2 separate regions of the Bos taurus genome follow, and region 1 is linked to region 2. Evidence: chromatin contacts called from public Hi-C data. All regions are on one chromosome and are shown on one strand. Each heading gives the region's core, a stretch centred on a gene start, on an enhancer-like site or on the middle of the called end of the contact. The rest is flanking DNA. Distances are from core to core; before and after follow the strand shown.

What was found. Hi-C and Micro-C count contacts between places; a contact is called where the count stands out from the background.
Region 1: a contact with region 2 is called in a Hi-C map of liver, with 3 times the contacts expected there. The contact joins the promoter of ANKRD17 here to the promoter of COX18 in region 2. A contact is called at or near these places in 3 of 11 Hi-C or Micro-C datasets (liver, skeletal muscle and an unstated tissue).

The regions. Positions count from the first base shown.
Region 1 is chr6:88,351,070-88,357,601 of ARS-UCD2.0, forward strand. It overlaps ANKRD17 (ankyrin repeat domain 17), which reads right to left and starts at 3,922. Exons shown (of 34, transcript NM_001192181.2): 1 at 3,497-3,922. The coding sequence starts at 3,922.
Region 2 is chr6:88,181,546-88,187,745 of ARS-UCD2.0, forward strand. COX18 (cytochrome c oxidase assembly factor COX18) reads right to left here and starts at 3,300. Exons shown (of 3, transcript NM_001082437.2): 1 at 2,898-3,300; 2 at 2,188-2,288. The coding sequence starts at 3,239.

The sequences.
Region 1 (6,532 bases), core at 2,672-5,171, 170 kb after region 2:
ACGTAATCTACTTCTGAAACAACCCTAGGTCTTTGATGTCTGTCTATAAACAGATGCTCCCTGGCCTTGCAAATCCTTTCAAAAGTGAATGAATAAGTTAAGTCCTAACTTATTTACTGGGCTCCCTTTGTATGAAATAGCTTCACTAGGTTTGTTACTTAAATTTAAAACCTCAAATTACCTACCAAATATAGATGGAATTCTGATCAACTCCTACTGTATTAAATTTTATGCATCTTTAACAAAAATGTTAACTTTTGAACATGAGTTCTACCTTTAATAGCAAGCTATTAAAGGCATCAGTGTCTGCTTTAGCAAACACTGATGCCATTCAATTACATTTAAAAATAGGTTCAACAGAATGTAATGTTGTTTATGAAATGGAGTATCAACTCCTGCAATTTCCGTATTTTTTTCTTACACTATTCAAATTAAACTATTTAATTCATTTAATCCACTAGTCAGTAAAGAAGTGCATCAGAGTTTTTATGTTAGGAAATACATTTCCATCTATTTTCCATATTGGTCAGTCACTCATTGAAAGCTGAGAGAATTATTATAATTTTCAATTTTTGATCTAAGGTTTTGCATCAGATTGGGGAGGTGGGTAAAGGAATATCTGAAGTTGCACAAATTATCTGCAACATGGTTATCCTATTCTGAAATACTGAAGAGAAAATCCAATTCTCAATAACCTACACTAACATTTAGAAAAAGTTAGATTCTTTTTCTTAAACATTCAAATAAAGCTTTTATTTAAATTGAATCTCCTTTCCTTCCAATGTTCCCTCTTTCAGAAAATATACAAAATATCCTGCTAGCATTTCATCAAAGTACACATAGATATTTTTTGTTATATTACCCTCCACTTTTTCAAGTTAAATAACTGCAAAACCATAACCTTTTGATGATTTTTATCTGAAGGAGAATCTCAAAGATGCAATCCATATTTTTCATCGTGTAGCAATAACAGGATGACTTAGAGAAAGGACTTAAGTACAACTATCAGCCATTAAGATTTCCTAGCTTTGTAAAGTTAAAGTTCTGCTGACATGTCGATAAAATGGTAGTAAAACGAAAAACACTGCGCAACTCATCCATTTAGCTTATAGAGTACAGATAAATAAATAAAGCTAATCAAGGATGGAGGCAGGTGCAGAGACATACCGTACTTCTCTTTGCTTATCCTTCATCATGTACCTATATAGACTTATTTTTAATAGTTGTGCTTTCTTCCACTTATTTTTCCTGACTCATCTCCATAACAAATGACAAACCCATTGTTTATACTGCTGGACAGAAGACAGAATAAAGCATATTAAAAATAAAGAAAACACTTCTCTAACTGATCAGTCAACATATATCACTATCTTCCAAGGAAAACCAAACCCAACTTACAAAACTAACACCACTATAAGCTTGAGCCTATTCTACATGATTTAATGAATTACTAAGTTTTGCTTATTAAGCCAAATTCCAATGGACAGAACTATCTAGATATGTAAAGTTTAGAGACAAATAATATTTCAGTAAGTACTGCACTCAACTTGATATTAAGTTCCAAACCAGAGCTTGACATTTTGTTAGAGAATTTAAAATTTTAATAAAATATGGGTATTTTGCACAAGCTGTTTGACTGTGTTGGCTTGCAACGGACTGCCTATTTTTTGAAAGAGGTCAGGAGGGGGATACAGGGACTAAACTGTCATGAAAAGTATACTGGTCTGAATCATCACAAAACTTTGATTTCCACTTTTGTTGCTACCATCACTGTCAGTTGCCTCTAAAAAAAAAAAAAAAAATGTTATCCTCATTTTTAAAATAAGAAGGTTGGATGAGATTATTTCTAAAATGTTTTCTCGTCTCTGTAAAAATAATGCAATTGAAGAGTTCTAACTACCATAACAGATTTTACTGGAAATAAGGATCCTGTTCCATCCTTTTTTCACTGTTTCATATGCAAGTTGAGCTATACACTATTCTGAAACATTCAACTAGGTCAATACAAAATCTATCAATACAAACCTACCCTTAGAATTCAGTAGGCTAAACAGGAATAGTAGCAAGTGCCCATTTTTTTGGTATACATACTTCCAACGATTACATCTCTTCAGATATAACTTCATTCAGTTTGAGGTAAAAGAGAATCTATTCTTCTACTAATAGACAAGTCTCAAATTCTTCAAAAGGTTATTTCTTTATTTGAAATTAGGGAACCCAACTTCCAATAATGCAATTTTCAAAAAATTGTATCAAAATAAGCCTTGTATCAAAATAAGCTATTTGTGGAAGAGAATAAATGGCAAGTGGTACTTTTATATAATTTAGTTGTTCTCTCTTATAACTAAATTTATAATCAGCCTTTAAAAAGCGGTTTTCCTTCTGTTGCCTTAAGTTACAACTTCTTTCTTCAGATCGAGATTTTCTAGCTTCCATTTCAGGAAGCAGACAAGAGAGTTACAAAAGACCTGCTAACTAGTAAGGCCAACTCTTAGCTTGTTCTCAGTATGATATGTTTTACTGAGCTTTTGGTTAAATGCCTTCTTTGAAGAATGAGGGCCTGCAACGCCGCCTGTCTGTGAACCCAGGAAAAATTATAAACAGTTATGAAACCAGATCACTAGGACAGACCAAGAGGCCTTCTTCCTATTCCAACTCACCACAACCAAGCCTGGCTCCCAAGCAGCCTCTTAGGCTGCTCCACATTCTGTGAAAAGCAACAGGGCCTAGCTTAATTCTTCCTCACCAAGGAAGCATTTGAAAATGTATGAGTATGTACATGTAAGGATCAAATACATTTTTCATCCACTGAGTCATATATCAATGTAAATGGATATAAGATCCGTTCATCCAAAATCTTTGAGAGATCGAGGAAGTGAAGGTGACTTCAGCAGCCACAATTATGGGGGGGGGGGTGGGGGGTGGAGGGGCGGTGGGAACCTGCAGCAGAACAGTATGGAAAAGTACAGCTTCTCACGTGTCTCTCACATACACAAACACTGAGCTCTCAGTCCATTACAAGCTTGCCTCCCCCTCAAACTGCTCCCCTCCACCTCACTAGTGGGAGAAATCTACCAACCTCCTAATCGTTCCCCAAGAGACTCTCCTACCTATTATCTTACCCCTCCCGCTTTGGTCCCGCCCCCGCCCCAGGAGTAACAGGGCCCTACTGGCCTGAGGCCGACCCCGCCGAGTGTGCACACAGTGAATCTAACCAATTCCTTCCACCCCTAACCGTGTGAACCATGCCAGGGTAACGTGCTGTGCAGCAACTCTGTGGACTCTGCGGTCCTCCCACCCCCACGTGTCAGCTACCCTCCCCCACATGTCCACACCTCACGATTTCGGCCCGGGAAAGAAAGCGAGCGGTGTAAAGCCTAGCCCCGAAGACAGATCAAGCCCACAGGAATCTGTCCCCTCGCAAGTCCCCTCCCACCTTTGGCCCCGACCCTTTACACTCCCTTCCTCCCTTCTTCCTTTGAAAGCAGGCCCTTGCCTCAGAAACCTCTTCTTCCTCGTCGTCGTCGTCCTCTTCTTCCTCGCTGTTGTTGCTGCTGGTGCCGCCGCCACCTCCTCCTCCGCCGCCGCCGCCGCCTCCACCGCCGCCGCTGTTGTCGCTGTCGCTGCTGCTTTCGCTGCTGCTGGGGGGTCGGCAAGTCCGGTTACGCTTGGCCTTGTGGTGCTGCTGCTGCGGCGGCTTCTTCTTCAAGAGCAGGTCGCAGACTCGCACCATCCCACGAGGAGACGAGGCCGAGCGAGCCCCGCTGCCGCCGCCAATGCTGCTGCCGACCTCCGCGGCTGCCGCCGCCGCCGCCGCCGCCGCCGCCGCGGGGGGGCCCGCCACCGCCGCCACCGCCGGGGGGCTCCCTTCTCCCTCAGCCGCCGCCGCTGCCGCCGCCACCGGAACCGTCGCCTTCTCCATCTCCGGGGAAAGAGGGAGGGCGCGGACGGGGGAGGGGCGTGGGGGCTACGCTCTACCGCGACTTCGGCCGCACCGGGGCCGACACAGCGTTCGGTGCCGCCTTCGCCGCCACCGCCTCGGTCACCTCTACTGCCGCCGCCGCCGCCGCCGCTCCGCCAGCTCTCACCTCGTCTCGCGATACTAAGGGCGGGGAGCCTGACGATGGGAGGGAGGGAGAGGGAGGGAGCGTGAGGGAGCAAGCTGGGGGTGGGGGAAGCGAAGAGGGAGACCCGGGTGCCCGGAGATCTAGCAGAGGGGAGACTACCGAGAATCGGGGGAAGTGTGCCTAGGGCGACTTCCGATGGGGGGTACGGCGGGGACAGAGGAGGGCCGCGGTGACTGCCGTAGCGCCCGCTAGCACCCGGATCGCTTCTCTTTCCTCGCTATTTCCCCCACACACAGCCCTTCAGACCTCCCTTCTTCCTTCCTCGCTGGTGTCTAGAACGCAGCTGCAGGCGGAAGTACAAGTGACGCCATCAGCCGTCGCCTGAGTGGTGGCGCGCGGGTGGCCGAAAGACGAAAGTGAGACTTAGAGGGCCGGGTCTCCGGCCTTCGCGAGCGGGCGGTGCTGCGGTGCATGGGGCGGGCGGCTGAGCGGGAGGGCTGGAGCGGAGCAGCCCGGGCCGGGTGGGAGCGGGTACGGAAGCTCGGGCCAGACGCTTTGTTAGCAGGAGGCCCGGACAGCCTGATCCGGAAGGTGGGGCCTGGTTCTGGACTGCCGTACGTAGTTTCGTTCCTGGCCATTTTTTCCACCGCCAAATGGTGAGTTAGGGCTTTGGATCTTGAGAGCTGGCGTAGTATAAAGGAAAGAGCCCCTTTTGCCTCAGTTTGAGTCTTGGATCATAGACTTCCTGAAACTGAGTTTACACTTGTGTTAACCAACATAAGGAGTTCGATTAGGTGATGTCTGAGATCACTGCAACTCTATAAAGTTTCCTCTAAAGGGCTGAAGACAGGAGAAGGAAGCAGGATCTGTGTCTGACTTTGCAGACGTTTTAGTGAATGACCCCGATTTAGTCCTTCCGCTCCATCACCTCGGCTTTTCACTTCTCTGTGAAGTAAGCATCATAAGTAATCATCCTTGTCTGTGGATCTCTTGGAAGGAATATTGTGATAGGGGTTGTGAGTTCATTTGTGGATGTCTGAAGAACTTGGAGGACTTTTGAAATAATAGCGTAGCTTATTGAACTCAATTATCCCTTTCAGGTTCAATAAGGGCACAGCAGCATAAGGAAAATGAAGGAAATATCAAAGACAGATGTACTGGCACAAGATAAAAAGTATGCCTCAGCTGACATAGTTGCCATTTTAAGACTGCTAAGTTTAGCTGAATGTGCCTGAATTTTTTTAGCATTTTTTTTTTCTTTTTAGCATTGGCATACCATATGAAATGTGGGCAGTTGCCAGTAGTCTGCAGAGTACTATGGCAGAATTGGCAATGACTGAATCGATTCATTCAAGAAAAAATTCATCATGTGCCTACTATGTGCATAGTTTCTAAAATCTAAGTCTCTGCTTCCAGGGGCTTTGCAGTGAAATAAGTGTTATAGTAAATACACAGAGAGTGCTAGCCATCTGCCTGTTCCTCTTGTACAGTGGTTGCTAAGTGCAGAACAGTATTGTGCAGCTAAGGTGCTCAGTCGTGTCTGACTCTTTGCGACCCCATGGACTGTAGCTCACCAGGCTCCTCTGTCCATGAGGATTCTCCATGCAAGAACACTGGGGTGGGTTGCCATGCCCTCCTCCAGGGGATCTTCCCAACCCAGGGATCGAGGTCTCCCGCATTACAGCTGTATTCTTTACCTTCTGAGCACCAGGGAAGCCCAGAACATTGTATATCTTAACACTACAGATTTAAGTCATAACCTCAGGTGGATTCCTCCCTCCTACTTGTATATTCTGAAGCACCTTTTTCATCCTACCCACTAGAATACTTTTGCAGTCTTTAAATCCCAGCCACATAGAATTATGTAACTTGAGCAAGCTTCACAAGAAGGCTGATGCTATTCGACAAAAATGCCTTCAATTTGCCAAATGCTAGAAACTTAGGTACTTAACAAATCTTTCCTTTCCTCCAATATCAGTGGAATGACACACTCCCTGCTCTTACATAAGATGAATTGTCCATCTGTTCTCTAGTTCCAATCCCGTATTTCTCTTTTATCTTTTCTGTCTTCAGGCTTCTACAATTGTCCTTCCACTCTATCTCCTTTCCTCCACAACCAAGCTTTAAAAAGTACTCTACGTTCAGTGTCTCTTTTTATTATCTGAATCTCATTTATTAACTCTCTGCAGTCTAATTTCTGCATCTATCACACTATCAAAAATACTCTAATCCCATTATTTAGAAGAAAATGAATTCTTATCTTTTATATAATAAGGAAATAATTTATTGGAACTTGTAGAATAAGATTGAACCTACTGAAATGGACAAAGCCTCTGGAGTGACTTTCTATTATTTTTATCTAGCATTTTTTTTTTCCTTTTAGAACCTTGTAGCAGAGTCATTCATGAAACTTATTTATTCTTGGAGATACAGCTAGACTAATTATCCCAACTTCCCTTTAGTTA
Region 2 (6,200 bases), core at 2,050-4,549:
CATGGTATGACCAAAATTTGAATCAGAAATACTAGAGGTTAAAGCACATTTTACTCAAATTTCTCCACTCCAGCCAAATTCAATCACCTGATCCCTGAACATACCTTTCAGAGCAATGTGGTTTTGTACCATGTATGCTCCTGACCTGTCTAAACAATCTCCATTCTTCAATCAACTCTTTCATAAAGATTTTCTTACTGCTTCTCTGTTAACCATATTAGTTACTCCTCTGTTGTTTTTGTTGCTGTTTTCAACTCCTGTTCTTACGTCCCACTTGCTAGACTACAATATTGGATGGGTCTTCATCTTTAAATCTCTTGTGGCATGTTTTGTACAAGGTAGGTTTTCAATAGGTTTGCAGAATTTAATCAAATTATAATGCACTGAATTAAGACAGTACACAGAGACATTCCAGGCTCCTTGTAATTCAGTCTTCGCCCACTCTTTCAACATTATTTCCTGTTACTCTTTTTCTTGTCCCTTGAATGACCTGGGTCATCCAACAACTCAGACTTTCACATCAGCATGCCCTGGAAGTTATTACATCATCTTTGAAGACTGTCCACTTTCCTGGCTGTTTGTTCACCTGACAAACTCCTTTTCATTCTTCAAAACCCAGTTAAACTGACAATACAGGAAACCCGCAGATAATGTCTTCCTCTAGAAAGTCATTCATCTGTGTAAGGATGTGTCCGGACAATCATCCTGCCAGGGATGCATAAGTACGGTAGCACAGTCTTACCTAGGCTGTATTTATAACCATGTGAGCAGCTACTAATGTGTTCTTCTGGTCTAGAGCTGTAGCCCTTAGACTTCCTTGATCAGTAGAACTTCAAAACTATAGGTTTACCAACTTTTTATCAAGTAAAGACATTAAGCTATAAGAATGATTTTTTTAAAATGGCAGGTCTTTTTAACACTAAAGAGGGACTCAATTTCATATTGTAGATAGGTGGCAAATTTATACCTATATAGATAAAAATATATGGATAGGGCCTTCCCTGGTGGCTCAAATGGTAAAGAATCTGCCTGTAATGTGGGAGACTTGGGTGTGATCCCTGGGTGGGGAAGATACCCTGGAGAAGGAACTGGCAATCCACTCCAGTATTCTTACCTGGAGAATTCCAGAGACAGAGGAGCCTGGCAGGCTAGAGTCTCTGGGGTCATAAAGAGTTGGACATGACTGACTAATACACACATATACCCATATATATACACATTACATATTCATACTAAAACACCCTTATTTTTCTCATTGCTGTGAGATGCTGAACACTTTGTCAGCATCTCACAAAAATTCTTAGTGGATGGCTGCCCACATGGAACTACAACATGGTCAAGCACCCTTAGGCAAGGGCTCTCAAAGAGCTCAGGGAGACAGCAACACAGGATAACTACAGCAGAGTAACAACTCCTGGCCTACCCAGTTGCTTTTACCATGGCATTTATATTTTCTGTCTCCTCATTCTTTTGGGCAGCTACCTGCTCTATGCTGTCAAAAGGTTAAGTTTGTAAATAACTTGTATCTTTTGTTGACTAAAATCTCAACAAAGTGGCACAGTATCTGTATCCTGTGAAGCCTTCCCTAACTTTCCATGATGACCTAACTCCTTGTACATAATCTTTTTTAGTTACTTAATCCAGTCATTATTTGTTTACACATCTGTCTTTTTCAGTAGTCTGGAGTCCTTTAAGATCAAGGAACTCTGCTTTGTCTCTTTTTTTGCTTTCAGTCCAGTATATAAACCTATCACGCCACAAAAACTTTTTAAAATATTAAAAAGTAAAAAGAACAACTTTGCTGCTAAAGCTACAGAATACCACACCCTGTAAAAAAGACATGCTGCTGCTGCTGCTGCTGCTAAGTAGCTTCAGTCGTGTCCGACTCTTTGCGACCCCATAGATGGCCTCCTACCAGGCTCTTCTGTCTCTGGGATTCTCCAGGCAAGAACACTGGAGTGGATTGCCATTTCCTTCTCCAATGCATGAAAGTGAAAAGTGAAAGTGAAGTTGCTCAGTCGTGTCAGACTCTTAGCAACCTCATGGACTGCAGCCTACCAGGCTCCTCCGTCCATGGGATTTTCCAGGCAAGAGTACTGGAGTGGGGTGACATTGCCTTCTCCTGTAATAAAGACATACATACATACATATTTTTTTCATGGTCTTATATGCAGAGAATTAGCTTACCTGGCAACTCTCTTGGACCATCCCAACTGATGTGCACGAACTGCAACTTCTTGGTTAAGATGTCGTGCAATGTTTTTTATTTCTGGCTGCAAATTTTCCACCTAGCTAAAGAAAAAGTAGACTTTGTTATGAGCACATTAAAGATCTGTATTCATAACCATTCATAAGTTTACTCTCTATTCCCTAAACTCATTTAAAAACATGTGGTTTACTGGTTGTGTCAAGAAACTCGAAGATTTCTCACAAGATGTTAATTTATGATATCCTCAATTGCAATCAAATTAAAATTCCAACTTATACACTTAGCAGTGTGATGTTGGGCAAATTATTCAACCTCTAAAGTCTTGTTCCCTCTTATATAAAATGTATAACAGCACCTACTTCACAGGGTTATTTTAAGGATTAAATAAGCCCTACACTCCACACTTTTAATGTTTCAATCCGTGGGTTTTCCAGTAATATAAACTGAAGAAACGGTAGTCTATTAAGTGTCTTTAATATGCTCTTTGTAGCTACAGAGCCATAAGAGAATCTGCATTTACTTCTGCCTGTGTTAATTCCTTTTTGTAAGCTTACTGCCTTAGAGGTGCTGATGATTAACAGTAAGTACTCCGGAAGTATCTGGGGATCTTAAGCCCCAGGTGAGACTTTGACCCTCCTCACCACGGAAGTGGGTACACACGGTCCACGCGCGGCTCGGCACCCCTCACCTTGGCCAGGATGTAGTGCTGGTAGGCAGCCAGGGGTAGTGTGACGGCCCCGCGCAGGACCACGGTGGTGAGGAGAATGCTGCCCCACCAGGGCAGGCCCGAGGCGGTGTGGGCGAAGAGCAGCACGTCCTCTGCGCCCTGCACCGGCGCCGAGGTAGCCAAGGCCTCGTACCAGCCTCCCGCGCCGCTCAGGCCAACTGCGGAGACCGATGCCACCGCCCACACTGGCAGAGCAGAGCTCTTGGCGCCGCCTGCTGGGGCCCGTGCGAGCAATGGGTCCAGGACACGGACCTGCAGGGCAGGCCGGGGCCGCAGCCACCTAACGCTGAGCCGGCACAGCATCTCCGCGCCAGAGTTGGGTCCGAAACGCCGGCCTCACAGACCACGCGCGCTCGCACCGCTCCGCCTAGGCCGCTACGCGCATGCGCCGGCAACCCCGGCGTAAAGTGGGCGTGAGTTCGCGGGTGGCCACAATTGACCTTCCCGGTCAAGCCAGTGACGTATTGAGTCGCACTAGAGATGACGCACGAGGCAGAAATGTCCCACCTTTCTCACGCGGCCCCTAGCAAGCCTACTGCGCAGACACGAAACTTTCGCGCTGCTGTGGTGGAGCTCCTCGAGCCTAGACCGGAATTGTAGTGTTGCGGGTGGGACTTGGTGCCCGGAGCCCGGCGAGGCGTTCTCTAGGAAGCTCTCGTCCTGTAAATTCTGTCTTCGGCATATACCTTTCCGTTCTTTTTGACTTAATCATGTCATGGTTTAAACTTTGTGGGTGCTTTTTGTGATCAGAAGGTAGCCCCCCACGTTTTTATGTGCACCCCGATTGCTTCCGCTAGGGATTGAGATAGATTATACTCAATCTATCTTGAACGCGTTGCTGAAATGCCAGTTTGGAGAGGCGTGAGTTTCTGTGTTGTTAAAATCAAGTCTTTATGCTCTAAGCATACTTTAGTCTGTGGTATAAATTATTTAATTGCCTCATCTGTCCTAATAAGCATTTTCAGAACCAGTTTTAGTGTTTCATCTTTCATTATAAAGGGCAGTAAAGTTTATTAAGAATAAAGAACCATCTCCTGAGTTAAGGGGAGTTATCACTGGCAGCACGGTGACTTCTTTATTGGGGCTTAACATCGTGTATAAACTTTCAGGAGCCTGAACAGCAACATCAGCTGTCTTCTGTTTAAAAGGAGCAGGCTAAAATGTACATGGACTAGTTTTTAGCTTTGTGTTCCTGGGAACACAATGGGATGACATGGAGTTTCTTAACATAATGATCATCCCTAGACCTAAAGGCCAAATTGTGTTGAGGAACAAAATCATTGATTAAAACGAAGGTGCCAGCCAATATTGGGGTAATGTCAAACTGGAGCTACTGTTCTTGCTTCACTGTGCACCTACCCAGGGGTACCAGATGTTTTCTCTGGGTTCAGGAAGTGATCTTCCTTCAAATTACATGATTAAATCCATTCATGAAATTTTATATGTTAACACACACATCCCAACATATGTTATAGAATTTCTTTTCCTCAAGTAAAAGCCTGTATCACTGTCTCCCTATCTGTTTGTCAAGTTAAAACAAGCAACCTATTGGTACCGACTACTGGTTTAAAGTGGAAAAGAATTTTACATGGAATTATCTTGGCCTGAAGGTTGAGGGAGCAAAGGAACAACTTCTATGCTGCTGCACTCCTCTCGTTGCAGAGACCTGATAACATTAGGAGTTGGACTTTCCACAGCGTCATTTAAGCCTAAGGACTGTGACCTTTTGATATGTAGGAGAAAAGGAGTTGATGAAAGGAAAAAGATCCTAAAATGAAAACTCCACGTTTATGCATTCACTATTCAGATAATTTAAATCAAGAATTTTTAAGCTATTCATCAAATTCCTAAGACTTCCTTCTGTGGATTTGTATTCAGGAGTCAGGGCTGGAACTTCTTCAATGAGTGTAGGCTCACCTTTTGTGCTACATTTTGGGGTCACAGATTATAGTCTCATTTAAAAATGTTCCACTGCTTTAAGTTTGACTATTGTGATCTAAATACAATTTATGAATATTTAACCTAATTTCATATACTTAAAACATACTGATTACAATTTGGTTAATGGAGATGATCAGGACTGGCTATCTACTTGGTATAGAATGTAGGGAGAAGTATTTGTCAATTACAAAGCCCAATGCAAATACAAAGTGTATATGTATGTACTGGTAACAAACATTGTGATACTCTGAGTATTTTGAGTGGAAAAGTATACTACAGAGTGACTATACAAATATTGGGCAAACCAGCTGAAATGATGCCAACCCTAATACTTTGCAAATGGATATATTATGTTTAAAAAGTTCATTTAAAAAACATTTTTAACATTTCTAAAAAGTTCAACTACTTATTAGCTCATTCCTTTTTATTCATACTACATCACATAGCTAACTTTTTTCTTAATTTTATTTAAAGCTCCTGAAAAACAAAGACTATATATTTACTGTCAGAAGTTTCTGAAATTCTTATTCATCACTGTGCTGAACACAGGAATGGAGGTCAAATGTGAATATAGGCTATTATATATATATATATATAGACTGTCTATATGTACAGTCATTTAAATTTCTCTCTTCCCAAATACACCTTCTCAAGTGTTTACCAAAAGAAACTTTAAAGGATATTTTCATGAGCAACTTAAAGTGATCCCTTGGAATCACATTTCTTTTTCCTATTAATGCACTGCTTTTAAAATCAAAGTTACCTAATGTAGTATTAGCTTTTTTTCTCATTAAAAAAAAATTCTCTTGAATTATCATTGACTTTTAAGTACTAAGTATACGATATTGGCTTTTACTTTCAAAAGTGGGAACTGATTTCAAGGTAGAAGTCTAATATGAAACCTCTTATGACCCATGTATTAGTCCTATATTTTTACTGTCACATAAAGAAATTCTTATTTATGTCAAAGCCACAGTAACACATTTTTCTCTGTATTCACTTATCCAAAATATAAGTGATGGTGTTTTTGCAATCAAGGTGTATACCACGGTAGATTAAATATTAGAGCATTAATGATGCTCTCATCCTAAATCCCAATCATTTGCAATTAACAGTTAGTTAATTCAGTTAACTGAGTGTTGTGACTTGCTTAATCTGGGATATATTTCCAAAAAGATTCAGGAGCATCTAGAATTTACAAATTATAAATATCCCAAACATTAATATTAAAAGACATCTGAATAGATACATTTATCTAAAGTAAAAATACAGAGTATTGGTATACTCAATCTCCATGTTAGTAATGGAAAACAGTGAAATGGT